Regions from separate parts of the Pan troglodytes genome. Here region 1 is linked to region 2. A link is a contact called in public Hi-C data. All regions are on one chromosome and are shown on one strand. Each heading gives the region's core, a stretch centred on a gene start, on an enhancer-like site or on the middle of the called end of the contact. The rest is flanking DNA. Distances are from core to core; before and after follow the strand shown. Region 1 has its middle 95 kb from the start of EXTL3. Region 2 holds the start of FBXO16 (F-box protein 16).

Region 1 (3,132 bases), core at 211-2,710, 130 kb after region 2:
GGCTGGTCTCTAACTTCTGAGCTCAAGCGATCCTCCCCTCTCAGCCTCCCAAAGTGCTGGGATTTCAGATGTGAGCCACAGCGCCCATTGTTGGCTTTTTGATACATTTAAGATCATGTACATTATTGTTAATTATGATTGTTTTTGTCATTCAGTGTGTGTGATTTTCCAAAGATTACACTTTGAATCTCCAGGTGTGCACTGAATTGTCCCTCTCCCTCCCCACTGACAGGCTGAAGTGCTAAGCCCCAGTACCTCAGAATATGACCTTATTTGGAAATCAGATGATTGCAGAGGTAATTAGTTAAGAGGAGGGCATGCTGGAGTAGGGTAGGGTGGGCCCCAAATCTACTATGACTGGTGTTCTTATAAAAGGGGGATATTTGGACACAGGAAGAATGCCACATGTACATGAAGCTGGCCATCTACAACCCAGGAGAGAGGCCTGGAACAATCTTTCCTCACAGTCCTCAGAACTGGAACCAACACTGCCCACACCTTGAACACAGGCTTCCAGCGTCCAGGACTGTGAGACAGCACACGTCTGCTGATTTAGCCCCCTAGCTTATGGCACTTTCTGACAGCAGCGCTAGCTAACCAATACACTCCCTGCTAAATGTACTTTTCCATTTGTGCCCCACCAGGGTTTGCAGACAAGCAAAATTGTCATAGTTCCCTAACGCCTCAGAATGTTTTCTTCCTAGATCACTTTTTATAATTATTACTTACAGTGAGGGAAAACTGAAATATTGCAATGCCATCCACAATTAGGATTAGTCCCAACCACTCAGAAACGTTAAAAACTGATCTAATAAAAATAAAGAACCTTAAGACGCATTAAACTCTAAGCTACTTGGAAGCTGCTGCTTCTGTTTGTGGACACGCAGATTTGCCACAGTTGAAATCACTGGCCACGTGCTGTCTTGTGTGTGTTTGTCACTTAACATCGCATGACAGAAATATTTCCACGTAGTGACAATGTTCATATTCTTATTTAAATAGCGACTTACTAGTCATTTGTTATATTCTCATTTTTCACTACATTTTTGTGTAATTTATTTTTTAACTGCATTTAAACTTTTTCCTCGGGGCATGTACGGGAAGAGTTCTGGATTCCAATTTTAGCCCCTGTCACACAGAACCCCGTTCTTCTCTAGACTGAGCTGATCTGTGGTTTCCCCAGAAATAAAAACGACGCGTGCAGGTTTCTCCCTCCCCTTGACGTCATTTCGTTTGATCCTTTGTAAAGATTTTCCCTAGTTTCGAAAGCTTGCCCTAGTCTTAACGCTGCTTTCGCGTTTCCTTATGTCGCTAAGCGGGAGGTAGCCCCGCACTCTAAGCATCCGGCTCATTTTCATGTTTTACCGGGACCCCAGCGATCGGCGCCCGGTGCCGTATAGCCCTCCGCCGTGTGCAGCCGGGTGCTGGTGTTGTTGCAGCGGCGCCCGCCAGGAGGCAGCGCAGGCTCGGCATTGGCTGCGGCGTCCCACAATGCACCGGGCTCTGGGGCCTGCACGACAGTCTTGCACCCAGCTGCGGGGCCGCGAGAAGGCGGGCCCGGGAGCCGGCGTGGGCGGGGCCTCCGAGGAAAGGGCCGGGAGCCGACGCGGAGGCGGTGGGCGGGGCGTTAGGGGGCGGGGCCGGGAGCCGCCGAGGGGGCGGTGGGTGGGACCGGGAGCCGGCCGGCCGGCCGGGGATGCGGTGAGCCGAGGGCGGGGCCTCAGGGGGCGGGACCGTGGAGAGGGCGGGGCCGGGCCGCTGGCGCTGTCGCCGGCTGCAGTGGCCGCCGCTGGAGACCGCGGGACCTGGCGCTGCAGCGAGGTAGGGGCTCTTCGGGATCTTCCCTTTCGGGGGTGGGAAGTCTTTTCTTCGTCGTGCCAATGGGAGAAGCGGCGAGCTGCTAAAATTTAGAGACGGCTTCGCACTTCTCGCTGTAGCCCGGGCTTTACCCGGGGGATCGATTTTAAAACTCTTTGTCTGGCCCCGTCGTCCTGCCCGCGGGCCGGACGTGGGGCGCCTGCTCTGGGCGTCTGGGGCGGGCGATTGCAAGCTTGCGGTCCATGTCCCCTGCCTCGGAGTGTGGACGTGAACTCCGGGGTGGGCTGGGCTGGGCTGGGCTGGGTTTCTACAGAGGCGGGAATTTGTGAGAACTGGGAGAGTGTGGCTGTCAGCAGGGGTCCGTATCACACTGTGGGCGGGGGTCCCGGCCCCTGCTGCCTCGGGTACGGGGTAAGCGGCATCTGCCACGCGCCCGCCTCGCGCACTGTCAGGAGGCGCTGTCTCCGTGGGTAAGCCCGTGCCGTGGGTGCCCTTCAGTCCCTGTAGCCCCAAACACACCTACCCCAGAAGACACCACAGAATGCGGACCCCAAAGCCAGCCGTACCTGCGAGCCCCTCAGCACAGCTGACTTTAATTTGGGATCCCACAATTTGAGCTTTTCAAAAGTTAAGTTTGGCAGATTGGAAGCCCGGGAATAGGGGGCGCTTGGAATGCTGAGTTTTGTTGGTGTCTGTCCTCAGCCTGTTTCTGGGTCACCCTGCAGGGCTCCATCCGTTCAGTCTCACCCCTTGGTAAGCATGTCCTGTCCTGAAGGCTCCATGCTGAAAGTCTAAGGTGACCCCATCTTTGCCTACTTTTCAAGGCTTGGCAAAGCACGTGTGTCTTTTGATCCTTATCCCCCATGTAACATAATTCATGTTTTTAAAGATATGTTTTTATTTAAAAACTTCACCCTATATTTTCATTCCCATAAATATGAATTGGTTGATTTTACTTGTGAACTCCTTTAGGCATTTAGTAATAAAGGTTATAATTAGGAAAACTGAAAGATATTCATCAGGTAAACATGATCCTCCTTAACAAATTTGCTGATCGTAAAAGGCAGCAGATGGGAAATCAGGCAAGCTTGGTTTTAAAACGTTTCTGCCTCTGAGAAGGTTGAACTATTAATATTATATTTATTGTTCATTTCAAGTCTAAAATGCTAGCAATGAACTCACATTCCTTTTTTGCTAGACAGTCATACCTGTTGACTTGAGATAATAAGAAAATTCTCCTCATCCCCAGAACTGAAGAAAATTCTTTCAAATTGTTCTCACCTTACCTATCCCCAGGGAAAGGAGGTAAGTCTC
Region 2 (2,982 bases), core at 240-2,739:
AATTAGCAGAGCGTGGTGGTGTGTGCCTATAGTCCCAGCTACTTGGGAGGCTGAGGTGGGAGGACTGCTTGAGCCTGGGAGGCAGAGGTTGCAGTGAGCCAAGATCATGCCACTGCACTCCAGCCTGGGGGACAGAGTGCGACTCCATCTTGAAAAACAAAAAAACACCACCACCACCACCACCACCACAATTTGTAGAAATGTTGACCAAGTGTGGTGGCTCACGCCTATAATCCCCGCATTTTGGGAGGCTGAGGCAGGAGGATCTCTTGAGCCCAGGAGTTGAAGCCCAGGAATTCCAGACCAGCCTGGGCAACACAGCAAAACCCTATCTCTACAAAAAAAAAAAAAAAAAAATTGCTGGGTGTGGGTGTGGCGGTGGGCTCCTATAGTCCCAGCTACTCAGGAGGCTGAGATGGAAGGATTCCTTGAACCCAGGAGTTCAAGGCTGCAGTGAGCGATGATTGCACCACTGCAGTTCAGCCTGGGCAACATGGCAAGACCCTGTCTCAAAAAACAAAAACCAACCAAAAAAAAAAAAAAACCCTTGTAGAATTGTAGAAATGTAGAGTGAAACTCAGAACATGATACTGGGCTCTGGGGTTATATGCAGAGTTTACTGAGCATAATAGGACTGGGTCTCTCTGCTAACAGAATTTACCCATACATTGTAATATCATCAGACAAGGGAATCTCAAATTATTATCAGGAAATTATCAAGAAATAGCGTATGGGTAGATTTCAATACGAATTCATCTTCCGCTTAACTAGTTTTTAAAAAGCAAGAACTATAACACAACGCAAAGAGCTAATGCTTGGTAGGCATATAATTATCTGTGGGTTGTTAATTTCACAAGCATGAATATCTGGCAGTTGCACTGTAGCCCAAATGAGAGGGCACAATGAAATCCCCAAGAGCACTGATAAAGCTCATGGGAGGCCCTGGAGCTTTCCAAAGAGAGAGTCTCCATCTTTTTCATGCACTGTCCACAGCTCTCACCTCTTTTAGCTTGTCTCCCTCTTCAAGCCTCAAGCGCTGACGTTGCCACAGTTTCATCAGGTCAGCTTTTTCTCCGACTCCCTCCAGTCCCTCACCCCTCCCAGCTTCCAGCAGCCCAATCACCGTCTATAAATCCCGTCGCTGGCATCCGGGGTCTCTTAGGCAACAGTGTGTGGGCTCCTGATTGGCCGCGAGATCCAGGAGGGCTGGCTACAAAATTGGGCACGGGGATAAAATTAACAAGTGTGGCGGCCAAGAGCGTGGGAGGGACTGTAATGTCTCAATATAACCCTAGAATGAAGACGCGTCGAATCCTGAAACAAGTAGCGTTGAAAACCTTCATTCAAGACGTAGTGTGTCCCAAATCAGCCCTACCTACGGAGCATGCCCAGTCACATTGTCCTGGTCACTCCGGAGCTGCGAAATGCAGGCTCCACTGTGCCAGGTTTTAAGAGTGGCCAACAGGTAAACAGAGGGTTGGAGGAAAAAGAATTCGAGACTGGTTCAATGAAAGAATAGCACCTGCAACAGGAAGTGGAAGGATGGGGCCAGGAGGAATTGCCCAACACAGAGACACACAAATGCTTCAATGCAAATTTCAATTTATTGGATTATAGAATTCAGGCTGAGTGACAGATACACCAGGGAACCAGCAGATGGCATGCCCTAATAAGAATAACTAAATTTAGGAACTCTTAGAATCCCGTCCAATTCATTAAATTTATTGAGCGCCTGTCTTGTAATACGAAGCAAAATGAGAATACAAAGATAAAAAAGAAATCTAAAGAGGAAGACTGGAAGGTGCAATATACAAATATTTAATGGAAGGCTCACACGGGTAACAGCTGTTATAGAGTTATGAACAAGTGCTGGAGGATACCAAAAAGTTCAAAATTCCGGAACAGAGGTCCTTTGGTCAATGTAAAGCAGGTCTTATAGGCAGCAGTCAACAACAGCAAAAAGAGACTTTCCTTACTTTTTTCCTCAAAATAAATAAGAATGCATTCCCCTTCCACTTAAATGTACAAACCCTGTGTTTCTGTTGTGTTTTACAGGTTTTATTTTTATTTTGGGGGGGACGGAGTTTTGCTCTTATTGCCCAGGCTGGAGTGCATTGGTGCGATCTCAGGTTACTGCAACCTCCACCTCTCGGGTTCAAGCGATTCTCCTGCCTCAGCCTCCTGAGTAGCGGGGATTACAAGCATGCGTCACCATGCCCGGCTAATTTTTTTGTATTTTTAGTAGAGACGGGGTTTCACCATGTTGGCCAGGCTGGTTTCGAACTCCTGACCTCAGGTGATCTGCCCGCCTCAGCCTCCTGAAGTGCTGGGATTACAGGCGTGAGCCACCGTGCTCGACCTGTTTTATAGTTTTTAAATAGGCAGCATTTGTATATCTCTAGTTTAAAAAGAAAAAAATGAAGCTCATAGAAGTTGTTGCTTTCCTTGGATTAAAATGGATCAGTAAGTGGGCAAGCTGAAATTAGAACCTAGGTTGTTTGAATTCCAGCCTAGGGATTTTTTCCACATGACCGGGTTGTACCTAAATGAATAAACAAAGCCTTGGGGGCAGAGGCGGTGAGGGGGTGGCCTGGAGGAGGTACTTAGATGCAATACTAAATTACCATGCATTACCAGTTAGCTTTTATGGTTTCAAAACGGGTTCATCCAGAAAGAGACCAGTTTTAACAATGTTGGGAGTGCTGTGTCTCTCTATGAAGTTTCCGCTCATTAAAGACTTCGTATTGGTGGTTACAACATGGAATGAAAGAGAGATGGGATCACAGAGAGCATCTCCTTTAGCCCTGTTGGATTTGAATATTTTCATCCCTGAAAAGAAGGTCTCTTTCTTCTTGCCTCTCAACCAACATCTTCTGGGCTTCCTCTTGTCCTGCACCTCATCATCAGACTACTGTCCTCCCAAAAGAACCTGAGTCACACCATCCACACTGTCTGTGTTCACAGTGAGCACATAGAGCTCAA

Evidence for each region. Hi-C and Micro-C count contacts between places; a contact is called where the count stands out from the background.
Region 1: a Hi-C map of stem cell-derived neural progenitor cells shows a contact between it and region 2, with 4 times the contacts expected there. The contact joins the enhancer-like site here to the promoter of FBXO16 in region 2. A contact is called at or near these places in 1 of 7 Hi-C or Micro-C datasets (stem cell-derived neural progenitor cells) and 1 of 1 datasets of contacts at active chromatin or transcription factors (stem cell-derived excitatory neurons).

The regions. Positions count from the first base shown.
Region 1 is chr7:36,977,446-36,980,577 of NHGRI_mPanTro3-v2.0_pri, forward strand. No RefSeq gene overlaps it. Among named protein-coding and RNA genes, the nearest start is that of EXTL3, 95 kb to the right of the region's middle. Within about 2 kb of position 1,461, at least 12 of the 24 cell types and tissues checked have an H3K27ac peak or open chromatin away from gene starts, as enhancers often do. A contact at or near this core is called in stem cell-derived neural progenitor cells, where this site is marked.
Region 2 is chr7:36,845,780-36,848,761 of NHGRI_mPanTro3-v2.0_pri, forward strand. It overlaps FBXO16 (F-box protein 16), which reads right to left and starts at 1,490. Exons shown (of 8, transcript XM_009455108.5): 1 at 1,001-1,490.